2 separate regions of the Anser cygnoides genome follow, and region 1 is linked to region 2. The links are chromatin contacts, called in public Hi-C maps. All regions are on one chromosome and are shown on one strand. The core of a region is the stretch at or near the end of the contact, and the rest is flanking DNA. Distances in the headings are between cores, read along the strand shown. Region 1 holds the start of BDH2 (3-hydroxybutyrate dehydrogenase 2). Region 2 overlaps LOC106045326 (a long non-coding RNA gene).

Region 1 (6,125 bases), core at 1,455-3,954, 220 kb before region 2:
GGAAATCTGTAGAAGTGAATAACTTTTCATTTTAAGATGTGAAAGAGTCTAGCAAATCTAAACTTTTAAAGGTAGTGATGTGTGTACGTATATATATTTCTTGATGGCTTTTAAGCTTTAAATTGTTTTCTTCTATAAGAATGGAATTTTAAATGCTTTTATCAATAACTGGAAAATGCATTTTGTTTGGATCTCTTTAGCTTTTGGGAAGGAAAAAAGAAAATTATGCCTCCAAAACTAAGAATACACGTTTGGACGTGGTGGGGGTTTGCATTGCCATGTCTGTGGTATGTCAAGGGAATTGTCATACAGGAACATACAGGAACTGTCTTGTCAGGAATTTTTCTTTACTTAAAAGAATTGCTTAATGTTTTTCGTAATTAAATGCTGGTGATTTTTTTTTCCCTGTTCAGTAATGAGGTTCAATTGAAAGAGGAACTTAGAAAATGGAAAGAAAGAGCCCTAAAATTGAAAGAACGATCTTCGAGAGAGACTACTCGAGAGACAGTACCAAGGTCTCCAAGGAAGACTGTGTCATATTCCCTTAGAGAGCAAAATTCACCCTTCAAAGAGCCTATTTCTCAGGAAACTGTGACTCAAGATGCATCAAAGCCTCTGCCACTGACGTGTCCAACAAATTTCTTTGATAATTCCAACTTAGGTACACTAACAGGTATGTAATGTGGTGTCCGATTAAGACTAGGAGAGGCAAAATATAAGGAGTGGTCTTCTAGTAAAAGTAGGTGTCCTGTACTTTCTGCATTCAGTCCTGAAACTCTCATGGAAACAGTGTTCTTGAATGCCTAGTTAGCATGTTGTTGAAGGGCTGACCAGCTGGTGCCAAAAAGATTGTATGTGCTGTACAGCACCCAAATACTTAAAACATTCATGAAAATTAGGCAAACGTTCTATTTCTTCTGTTGCAGTGAAAGTGTTGATGATCGATCACTTTAAAAAGAGACTAGGCAGAGTGTCATTCCTACCAGATCGATGATGCTATAGAATCTTCTGCTTTTTAACATTACCTGAGTTAAGTACCTGCTTCTGGCAAAACTGATTCTCATAGACTACTCAGTCATCTATTCAGAGTTAACTGCTGGTTAACTTTTTTTCCTAAATTTCTTTGCTGAGATGGTCGATTTTAGTCTTTTGACGTGAAATCTGCTAGTCTGGCAGCTTCCAGCTGCGGTGACAGCTGCCCTAGTCAGGATGTCTCATCTCTGGCCTGGTAACTTCTGGGGAAATCTAGTGATCAGTGCTAGCATATTAACACTACTGCCCTCATCAACTCGCGTCTAGAAGCTCCTATAAGACCCCAGCAGACATATTAAAGACTTAACAAGTTTTCAAGGTATTAATGGCAGGCTTCCAGAAAGAATGACTCATTGCCATTTCTTGTGATGGGCAACTTAATAATGGCAACTTCATAATAGTACAGACTTCTTAGCAACACCATGCTTCTTTGAGGCCAGCTTTGGTAGCTGACTCCTAAAACCCTAGTCAAGATTAAATTGCTGTATTCCTACTACTTGTGAAACTGGGAAAGCATTGCTGTAATATTCTTCTCTTCTGTGTAGATACGCGACCTGCAGGAATAGAGCCCACAGAAGAATATCTGAAGCAGTGGTTTGGAACTTCAGAGAAAGACAAAGCCCCTGATTGTACCACCCAGTAAAGGTGTTCTGTTGTAAGCCGCCTTTGCAGTGGTAACATCCAGAATCTGCCTCTATGGAAGATAGTTCCTTCAGGTTAAATCATCAACTGTGGGAAGAGCTCTGGCAGCATGCAATTCCCTTGTTGTCCTGGAGCTGCTGCTTCCCCCAGCTGGAAGAGCTGCAATACAAGAACAAAAATTGAAAAGCAGTCATGTTGCCTGCAAACTGCTGCTGATGTTCTTCTTCGGTTATTTTCTGGATAGCGAAGAAAAAAAAGCTAACATACTGAAGAAAAATGGACACAGGAATGAATCACAAACTAATCTACTATGAAACTTCTCAAACTTCTCTGGCATTCCTGCAACAGTCCTGTCCGGGTGGTTTCTATCTTCAGAAAGCTGTTGATTTGGAAAGAACTGTTCTCACTAGTTACTTTTTGTTTCTCAGTATAGAAGTTTTATACTTTTTTTTTTTTTTTTTGAGACTGTGGAAACTGCATTTTTATCACAACTTTAACCTCTGTGTTGGGCACTGCAACTGAAGCTACTCGTTTTCTGTTTTGTAAGGCACAAAATCAAGGATTTCTCTTAAACTCTTTACAATATTTCTGCAGCTCAGTCAATTATGGTGCCAGGAGTAACTTTGTATTTTGTATCATCTGTGAGTATACTTCTACTTCCTGTTTGAAGTTGGACATCTGGATTTTTTTTTTTTCCAAACAGTAAGCAATGGATCTAATTGATGCTTCAGTTACTCTAGTGAGTGAAAAACAAATTGTACAATCAGGGCTGTATGGCAGACTGTTTTACTATCCTGCTTACCTGAATTTTGAAACTTATTTTTTATGTCCTGTATAAGAAGGTTTGTTTTGACAATAAACTTTAATGTGTTCAGTATTTCAAAATATTTCTGCTGGTCACTTCAGTTTTGTGGACACATGATGCTATGATTTGAGGATGCTGATTATAATATTCAGTCTAAAAAGTCTTATAGTAATCTTACCACTTTCATCATTATTATGCTTCTTGTCTGTCTTACAGCTTTCTGCAGTCAGTTTGTGCAGCGAATTACTGTTGCACAAATCTGTGTCACCAGTGTTTTGTTTAATTCTTTCTAACTGAATCTCTGCTCTATCATGAAATGTTTAAGTCTAAAAGACAGATCCTTCCCTTCCTCCAAGCTAGAAGAAATGTGGCACTCATAACCTCAGATGAACTCCTTGAAGAATGAAATCATCATCATGAAACGTCAGTGTCATACTGAACAAAGACTTTTGTATCAAAAGTCTCGTCTTTATTTTGTAGGAATGAAGCTCTGAATGTTACCAGATCTCTTCATAAGCACTTCATTTTGGGATAGCCAGACTGATAAGCAAATGGTTACATCATCATTTTTCTGGATGCACTGCAGTTAGTGGGATTGGAAGAGTAACACAAGGGTTGTTTACCTGACAGGGGTACTTCTGAAATCCTTACTGAAGACCCAACTGTCTATTCACCTTGAATAGCTGAAAACTGCCACTTACTGCAACTACTAAGAAGTTGTGAACATTCATATTTCTAAATCTTTGTCATGGAAAGCTTTTAAAGATTGCTAGCTAAAAATACACAAGTTCTAAATACCATTGCTGAACTCAGCACTGCACTGTTTCCTTTCCTGTTACAGCCATAGATAAGTAGGAATAATTCATTTTCCTGGCAGTGATAAATGCAAGTTGTTCCATTTTTTTCTTTGCAATTTCCCATTATTGTTGAACAATATTTCCTTTGGCTACCATACTTTTTTCATTTCTTTCATTCTGGTATTTTATTGAAAGAATAAATTTTAAGCTTTTTCCTTCCAGAAGAGAAAAGCAAGGTGTCTGCCTTGTGGGTTTTTTTACACAGTTTCAGGATATTTATTAATTGCTTGCTAGAACATTTCTAGATTTAGAGATTTTTCTGGTGCTTGAGCTGATAGAGCTGTTGCAGTGTATTCCTGTTTGTGCCTGAATTTAGTAGTTGTAAGGCTAGGGACAGAAGAATAAATGATTCTAGAAAACCTAGTCATTAAATACTTTGTTAACTGGAGAGCTGATTTTCAAAGCCTTAGAAAGCTGTTCCAGTTCAAGAGTGGCATAATATTACTGAATGTGCCTGTGTGCGTGTCCAAGTTTACCCACAGAAATGTGCCCAGCTGAAATTCAGGCAGCATTCCAAATTCATTAAGAAAGCTATTAGGGTAGCGTTGGATCTGGTGTGAGCTTATAATTAAATTTTGTCCTAGAATTTTCCAGTCTCATGATGTTAACTGTCTTAACAGATATAAGTTAAAACACTAGATACAAATTTAACAGATACCTTGGTAAATCAACAATTAAAAAATTATTTTGCAAGTATTGTCCTAGCTTAAAATTTGATGATGGATAAAGAGGAATTGCTTGGGGAAGAACATTCTTGTGGCCTTTTTTGGTGGGAATCCTGTTGATTTCTTGCATTCTTTAGGGGGAATGGACAGCTAATGTTTATGATCCTTTTTTATTCCTAACCTGTGCAGGAGAAAATCACACTTAAAATCTTGAGTTTCACTAGATGGCAGCATCTTGGTGTTTCAAAATGAAACTCCGTTCGTATATGGAAACTTATCAGTTAGACTACAACTCCCAACAAGCACAGCAAAACAGATAAGCGTAAAACTTCCTTTTTACAAAGGTCAGTAAACCTAACAAGCTGGTTGAGATCTTTTGGTGAGTGACTATACTAATCTTTATTTTTAAAAGTTTCATAGACTTAGTGTGTCAAATATTAAAAATGATTGTTAGATTAAAAAAAGTATAGTGCATTTTGCTTCCAAAATTATATGGTGATTCAAGGAAGTACTTCGATCCATTTTTTTTCTACTGGAAAATATGTATGTAACAGCAAAGAACAAGAATTTCTGCCTCGAGTGGGCACTTTAACACCAGACTTTTGGGATACTGGGGACTTTTGCCAAAATGAATATTTTTTTTCCCAGAATTTTATATTTCAGGAGGTGTGTTTTGCAAAGCTTGGTGCATTAGAGAGACAGTGCCACCTAGTCACGTTCACAGTGTCCTTTCCCTCGGTTTAGCTTGGTAATTTTTTCACCTGCTAACACAGGCCCAGGCTCATGTAATGTGAAATAGCCTCCATCAGAGGCATCCTAAGAGATACTGCTTTACTAGCCAGCCTGTAAAACGATTTTAAGGTATTGTTCTTTCCCCTCGCTAGAAAGGTGCATTTTAGTTATAGCTTGGATAGTGGACTGTTTTGGTGGTTTGTCTTTCTTAGTTAGTTTCATTTTGAGGTTGGTTTTTGTACATTCTTCCCTCTGGTTATAGGGGGAAAAACTTACAATTTCAGTGCATTGAAACAGGCAGGCATTTCAGTGTCTCAAAACACAATCTGGAAGTCAGTCCAATCTTAACTCAAATGAGATGATGTTTTTATATTAGGGTGGAAATAATTTTTTAGTCTAACAGTTTAAAAATAAGTTTGTTGAATCTGTAACTTTTAGAGAAACATGCTACTTTTGCCCCAGATTTTGTTGGGAAAAACTGACCAGAAATCCTATCTGCTTTCTCAGAAAAATCAGAAATTAATAGTCTGGTTTGAGATGTAGGACATGAAACTCCACTAACAAATCACAGGATGGATTTGAGCATCTCCAGGTGCTAGCATTGGCTGCTAACCTAGGGGAAATTGTGGGTCTGCATCTAACTTCTGAATGAAGTACTCAGCATGTTGGGTTTATGCACGTATTTTGAAAACTTAAGGTTCTTGGGAAACCTTTCTACACTCATAGCTAAACAGAGTAGCTTTGTTCTGTGATTTTTAAAAGTGTAGAAATGTTTGCTTGTTGGGAACTCAGTTAACAAAACCAGATCGCACTGGGATACGGTGACCTTAGGTAGTTTTTTGAAACGTTCTGTTCAGTAATTTAGGCCTTGAATAAACAAAAAGCCTACTATGGACTTTTTGAACCCATAGGAGTGCAAAGGATGACATTTGCTTTTGCTTGTTTGCAACTTTACGTGCTATGTTGTTTTTTTTTAAACATAATACTGCATTTGAAAGCATATGTCTAGGCAAAAAAGAGGACCTCACTTTGCCTTTTGGCTGATACACCATAAGCAACGTGGAACCTCCTAGAAGAAGAATATTATTTGCATTGTCAAACACTAGAAAAATAAATCCTGTTATTCCCCTACACCTTGCCCTGAGTATGCTCGGTAGTTCTCAGAGGTCGAACTGTGATAAAGATGAGAGGACAGCTTCATTTCCCTTTACCCCCTCACCTTGTGCAGCTGGGAATCTGCTGTGCTGGAAGATTGCTAAAACGATTCAGAGCACACAAAGGCCAGGTCTTGGACATGATGGAAGGAAAAGACATTTTGCAGTGCCCTACAGGGTAATGTGCAGATTTTATTGCCATTTGGGAAGCTAAGTCTGCAGTTTGAGAGGAATAGAA
Region 2 (6,684 bases), core at 3,291-5,790:
CACATCTCATGCAACTAGCTAATGCAAACGAGAACAGCTATTTGGTTCTTGTTGCCTTTGTTGCTTTTTATTACTAGTTACTCTCATTAAATATGTGCTGAGTTTGATTTATGAGGTCTTTTTGGGTTGGGTGTACTGAATAGGACTGATTTTAACTCTGTAGAGATAGCAGAATTTAGCCAAGTTGACTTTTTATTACTGCTGTCTTATGCTGTAGCAGCTCTTTAAGGCCACAGTAGAGGAAAGAGGTTCCAGACAGCTAAGGTCTATACAAATACATAGGGAAGAGATTTCCTCTGCCACAGAGCTTTCTCCATCTAAATATATAACAGAAAACAGATTATGGAAGCACAAAGTGGCCCCTTCGGTGCTATTTGAGCTTGTGCAGCAATTTGCTCAAATCTTCCGCTCAACTGTTGGTAGAAAGTAAGTTCTGATTTCCTGAACTGTTCTGGTTACAGACTTTAAGCCTCTACCGTAATTTGTGATATTCTTAAAATTCTGATCTTAGAGTCTCTGGATATGTGGAAAGCTTTCTCTCTACTTTTGATGAAAACTGAAGTTTTACTTTTTTTTTTTTTAAAGTATCAGTATTCAAAAGACGCATTTTTAAAAATCTTGTGATTTACTTTAGGCAAATTCTGTGGTGTTAGCAGACCTTGTAATTTGGTAATGTTGGGGGGATTAAAAACAGTGAGTGGTGAGTCAAGACAAGTCACTAGTGTAATGGATCAGGCCTCTTAAAAATGCGAGATTATAAAAGAAAATTTGGAGGGTAGTAGGAAAAGCAAGTTGTCTCATGGATTTGGTGCCATAAAAGCTCTTTTTCTCAGCCTTTTCTCCAGAGCCATGAGGGCTAGAAAGCTTTTTAAAGAATGTATCCTGTATGTAAAACAGCAACATCTGAAACAGTACCAGTGCTATCTGCGTTTGTGATGAGATGCAACAAGCTGATGAAAAGCAAGAGGATGTGCTATAACAAGAAAAGGAGTGCTGTGATAGAGCAGGGTTTTGGGAAAAGAGGGGAACCTCAGTCTATTTTCTACTCTGCACAAGAAAAGCAATGAGTGGTAGTAGTGGAGGAAGCAAAGTGTTCTCCATATTCTAGTTTCTTTCTCAGTTCCTCTCTTGATTTCCTGATTGGAAGCTGAAACCGAAGGGGTCTGAGTGATGATGGGACAGAGTCTTTTATTCTTTCTTTTTCTCTTATGCTTTTTAAAAGCATGGTGCAGAGGACTCTAAGCTATAAATAAACATCCCAGAAACAAAGCCACAAGTGATGTGACCAAGTAATCGTGTTGCTGTTTCCTGGCACGTTGGCTTGGACACTGTTGTGCTTGCATAGCCTGCCCTGCTCTTAAGGTTAAGGAACCCTGCGCAGTGCTATGACACTGGTGTGTGTACTTGTACAGGCTCAGGGTCCCAGCACTGTGCACTTACAGATCAGGTCTCCATGTGAGTTTTCTGACCTGAGGGTAGGGAAATAGAATTGCAAAGTCTCCAAATGCGTCTATTTACCTAGACATCCAAATAAGAATATGAGACTACTGTTTAAGCCCTTGGGTGTATTTACAGCAACTCTTACCAACTTTTAGTGCTGTGCTGCCAACAATTGGCTGCACCCAAAGACACTCCCTTAGATAGCGCAGTGAAAACTCAGTTCTGCTTGCATTCACATCAAGGGCAAACTCTTGTTGACCTACCTGGGTGCAGGGCTGGCGGCTGAGGAAGGATCTCTGCTTTCCCTGCAAGTTCGGAAAACATCCTAATAGTGGGCCCATGTGGCTGCAAATAGTAAGTCTGCACAGCATTTGCACAACTCTTCAAATATTTCTTGAAGCAAGACTTAGCTTTGCAAGCTGTATATAGGTCTGCAAGAAGGTAAAATGGGAGTCATGGTGATTTCATGAATGCTTCTGGGGAGGTCCAGCTGAGCCTGCTGGAGTCTGACTGTGGTCTAGCCAGGTTAGAAAAATGCTCTCCTTGTGACAAAGATGCTGTTCTTATTCTAAGGATATAGAACAAAAGTCTGGAGAAATGTTGATCAAAGATATGAATGTTAGATTCTCTGTGTCTCAGATTCTTCCTAATTTTTCCCACAGTTTTTATCTCGAGAGATGAATGTGCCCACACTATAACTTAAGATCAATCTGTATGTGCCCTACTTGGACAATTTCTATGGCCCTGCCTCCTATGTCTTGCTCTATCCCATAACAATACTTGGAGGAGGTGGTCGTGCAACTAGAAGACTCACCTGCTATTTGATACAGCAGGTCCTACAGGGCCTGCCCAACTAGAAATGTTGGACACACTGGTATAGTACTTTCTTTTTTTTTCAGATTTGCCCTCATTGACTTCTGTTGCAGATATGAGTACTTTCAGCACTTCTGCAATCAGGCTTCAGTGTCCAAGTCAAGCAACTAGAAAATGAGGAACACAGACTACCTGTGAAAAGTTTGGTTTAAGTGATGTGCCCAGAATCATAGAAGAACTCTGGCACAGCAGAGGAGGCATAACAGCACATCTGGGCAGAATTAAGGAGAAAATCCTCTCTCTTCCAGAGTTACTTGCTTTAATTGCTATAATCCTCCCAGCTGATGCTGGGAAAGTCATGGGAGCCCTATGGAAAGCACTCTCTTGAACATGCAGTTCTTTTCTAGACCATCCCTGTCCTAACAATTCAGATGCCATGGAGTGGCAACTTCCATACAAAACAAAGGAATTTTGGTGAAGTTATGAGCTGAAAATAATCACCTATCAATAAGAAGTGCTCATCAATAGATTGTTAATACTAGCAATATAATCAGCCCCCTTCATAATATAAAAACAAACTTATTGTTAGAGCAAAAGTCTCAGAATCTGGGTTCTATATGTAGATTTCCAGTATAACTTAGAAACTCTGCTCTTTTAAGTCAAAGACTGGAGAAAGAGTCAGAAAAGCTAAAATAAAGGCAATAGCTGGTGACCAATTCCTGTTTAGCAGCACATGTAACCTTTAGTCTTTCCTACTTTGCAAACAAACAAGCAATGTGTCAAGCACACAAGTCTCCAAACAGTGGTTTTGATTGACATAGACAGAAAAACACTTAATCTTATTTTGATCCTTCAATAACATGCAGTAAGTAGTATGTTTTTTCTTTTTTTTTTTCTGGTTGTATGAAATACTGCAACATGTATAAAGATGAAAACTGAATAGCTGCCACAGGTCAGTCTCCTGATCTACCAATAGTTTAATTAAGCTGTGGCTTTAAAACCTTGAAAGAGCATTGAATAAACTTGAAACTGGAAAAGATGAGATTTGATCAAATTACATATGACTCATCTTCTACATTTTCTCAATATTTTATGTGACAAAGTAGCGTCATTAGCCGAAAAATGCTGTCTCCCTAAAACTAGAGCTAGTGATTCCCTCTCTAGAAAATGTTCTGCTGTGAGCTGTACAAACTGAAACAGAAATGCTGAGCAGGAAGGTAACCTGCAAAGTAGATTACTGCACTATAAAACTGATGCCTTTTATCACTGTGACCTACATTTTAAAAAAAGAAATCCACTTCTTCTAACTTTCATCCAATATGACCTCAAACTGTCAGGCACCACTGCATCTCAGATGCTTATTAGTTCTTGATGTGAATAAATCCTATCCTCAGCTTTTTTAAGGGAAAAATATTGCGAAAGTAATTGATGGTCTTTATTTTCCCCCCCCCCCCATAAACATATAACTCCTTACTTGTGACAAAATACTGTAAACGTAAAGTCATAAAATGTTCAGGTAGTACCACAAATGAGGACATTATCATCTCAAGCCACCAGGAACGTTGTGATTTTTCTGAGGACTGCAGCAGAGTTTCTCACTTAGACTGTGATTCATGTTTGTACCAGAACGGGTCAGAGATTTCAGCAGAGAAGCCTGATCACGTGAAGTGCATGTCCAAACCTGTTACAGTTCTTTACCCAGGGGCCAAAACCAACCACGAGTCTTTCTTTTCCATCACGTTACCTCTTAGCAGAAAAACAGCTATTTAGATTTATTATGTTTGTTATTAAGTTGTCTTAATAGCTATGCAAAGTGCCCTTTTTCCATGCATATATCAAAGCCATATCATCATGGAAAAAACACAGTCTGCCTCCTTTTAACTCCTGCATGTGCCCTGCATGTGCTTCAGTGCCAAGACTGCTGTAAGGGCCTCCTCTGGATTCTGTTTAGAATGTGTGCAATCAACAGAATACTTTGCCAAATGCTCGCTGGTCATTTCTATTAAGGGAAGCTCCCACTGGCTTTGATTGCTAAATCTTTTCCATTTTGGCTTGCGTGGAAATGCTTGAAAGAGGCATTACAGAACAGACACAATGGATATAAAATATGTAAGACAGTGGTGTATTTCTGATCTAATTAAAGGAAATCACCCCAAAATTAATCCTGCCCCCAAATCCATAAAGAAAATAGTTGTGTTGTTTTTAACATCTAGCTTAAAAAGGCATATGACAACTTGAACAATTTCCAAAATTTCCAGATTTGGTAATGCTCACAAGTCAGATTTATGTTAGTCAAGTACTTCTCCCGAACTATGAACAGCAGCTCTGGAATCTCCAGACTTGCTAAAATATGTCTTAAAAAAAAGAGGGCAGTGTGTCAGACTTCCTTCATTAATCTAAACTTGTTTAATGAGGACCAGAGAGGTAAAAATAGAGAGGAAATTCTGAGTAAATGGAGTCAGTATTTATCAGTGTCTGTCTTGGCCACATAAGAAAAGAGACAAACTTGATAGAGAACAAACAGAAAAAGCCCCAGTGGATTTCCATCTAATCCATCCCATTAAACACTAACCCACACAGACAACTGGGTACGGTGTGCTGCTTGCCACAGCGTGAAGGGTTTCCACAACAAAACTAAATGCCAAAGAATTGTAGTACACCAGAAGGTCACAGAGCTAAGGAAATGACTCTTAAAATAACAGCTTTCTAAACATTATATAGATTACCACAGAGAAGAAACCGTGTGTTTGAGGATACCAGTAAAAGCACATTGGCACTGCAGTCACCTGATGAAGATCCCATCACCTGATAGGAGGCTAATTAAGATGTCTCATGACAGCCTGAAGAGCCCCAACAGGAGCTGAAAGTTTAGTTTCTCTAGAGCTGCCATAGTGCATGGTTTATGAGGAATATACTAGCAGAAAATATCCTACTTATTTTTTCATTGCATATGGAATTTCTGAGATACTTAACAGCAGGGTGAGTTTAAGTGCTTTTAAGATGCCATGTTTTTTTTTTCACCCCCCTTTTCCTGAGCTCTAAATGTTTTTTATTCAGAGTAGAAGTGTGGAGTGATGAGAAATCTTTCAGAAAACCTTTCTATTTTTGAAGAACTCATGTACTTTGTGATCCTGTGGCAAGGAATCTGGTTCAGCTTCCTGAGGGATGTAGGGCTTAGTTCTGCAGAGAAAATGTTGTGAGCCTGTCTCCTGGTAGAGACGGTCTGTACCCTCTGAGTGTTTTTAGGCTATGCCTTAACAGGATTCACCAAAAGTGGCAGAACTGTGGCACTGTTGATGAGCACTGCAAGCTTGTGATCAAGGAAAGCCCCAGCGTGAAAAACGAGTAGAAGGAGTGAACTAGCAGAAGTTGAGCTGCAGAATGTTATAGATGCTCTGCTTGCCAAGGCAAATGGATAACTGGCTGTGAGAGTCTGGAAAAGACTATTATAAATTGTCTGCAGGGGGTGAAGGCAGGGGCTCTTGTTTCCAGCTATATGGAGGGGCTTTTGAGAAATGCTAGAGAGGAACTGACTCTGTGGTGAAACGGGTAAGAGTGACACGGGGAGGTTCTGCAGACAAGTTTAGGCTGTGACATAGAAAACCAGAAAGCAGAACCTCCAAACATCATTTTCCAAAACGTGCTTAATGCTACATGCAGCGTCCATCAGAGTTGGAGAGTTAGCTTCAAAATCCAGCTGAGAAAATGATGTCAGGAGGAAGAGTTGAAAGTCACTGGGAAGTGGGCACACAAAATGTGAGAGGTTCTACAGCAAGGTGCACACCATGCCTAGGGATCTTGGTCCTCCAATTACTTCAACTGAGGACTGCCTACAGAAACCAATATGCCAGAGGCTGAAAGATTGTGATCTTTCATTTGCTATGGGGTCAGGACGCTTTAGGATGTGATCCACCATGCACAGATTGGGCTGTAGCCAGAGATGTACCAATGGATTTCCTTCGTAAATTTATACAGAGACACTCTTAAGCTCCAACTTTGAGAAGGTGAAGGACACTGAGTTGTTCTTGTATAGCTCTTCCAAGGAAGTTTACCTTTTTCAATTGATCTGAAATGAATATTTATCATCAAACTAAAATAATACTGGTAAAGAGATCTAAAATTATTCTAACATTTGTTACCACTTACAGAACCTGAAATGTAGCGGTTTATATTGAGATCTGCAATCCCATGATTGGATTCACTCTTTAATCGTATAAGTCAAATAGTAGGAAATAATTCACTTAGATAAAATTGGTGCTGAGGGTAAAGAGAGTCAGAGATTGTTTTCCTTACTGAAGCCTGCCTAGTCTGGGGCCAGATTTCCAGGTCTCAGAGCTAGCTTCAGTGCTGAATGCTGTAGTGGGTTCATTACAGTGTGATGCAAACCATTTCACTTTTGGCAGTACTGATACAGATCATCAAGTCCAGCAC

The links. A called contact is a pair of places that touch in the nucleus more often than the background predicts.
Region 1: a contact with region 2 is called in a Hi-C map of liver, with 2.8 times the contacts expected there. The contact joins the promoter of BDH2 here to the enhancer-like site in region 2. A contact is called at or near these places in 2 of 7 Hi-C or Micro-C datasets (granulosa cells and liver).

The regions. Positions count from the first base shown.
Region 1 is chr4:74,321,084-74,327,208 of Taihu_goose_T2T_genome, reverse strand. It overlaps BDH2 (3-hydroxybutyrate dehydrogenase 2), which reads left to right and starts at 2,704. Exons shown (of 11, transcript XM_048066450.2): 1 at 2,704-3,330; 2 at 4,191-4,380. CENPE (centromere protein E) reads left to right here. Exons shown (of 45, transcript XM_048066447.2): 44 at 414-673; 45 at 1,578-2,367. The coding sequence ends at 1,675.
Region 2 is chr4:74,102,562-74,109,245 of Taihu_goose_T2T_genome, reverse strand. All of the region lies in intron 1 of LOC106045326 (a long non-coding RNA gene), which reads left to right. Among named protein-coding and RNA genes, the nearest start is that of NFKB1, 8.4 kb to the left of the region's middle. Within about 2 kb of position 4,540, at least 2 of the 3 cell types and tissues checked have open chromatin away from gene starts, as enhancers often do. A contact at or near this core is called in liver, where this site is marked.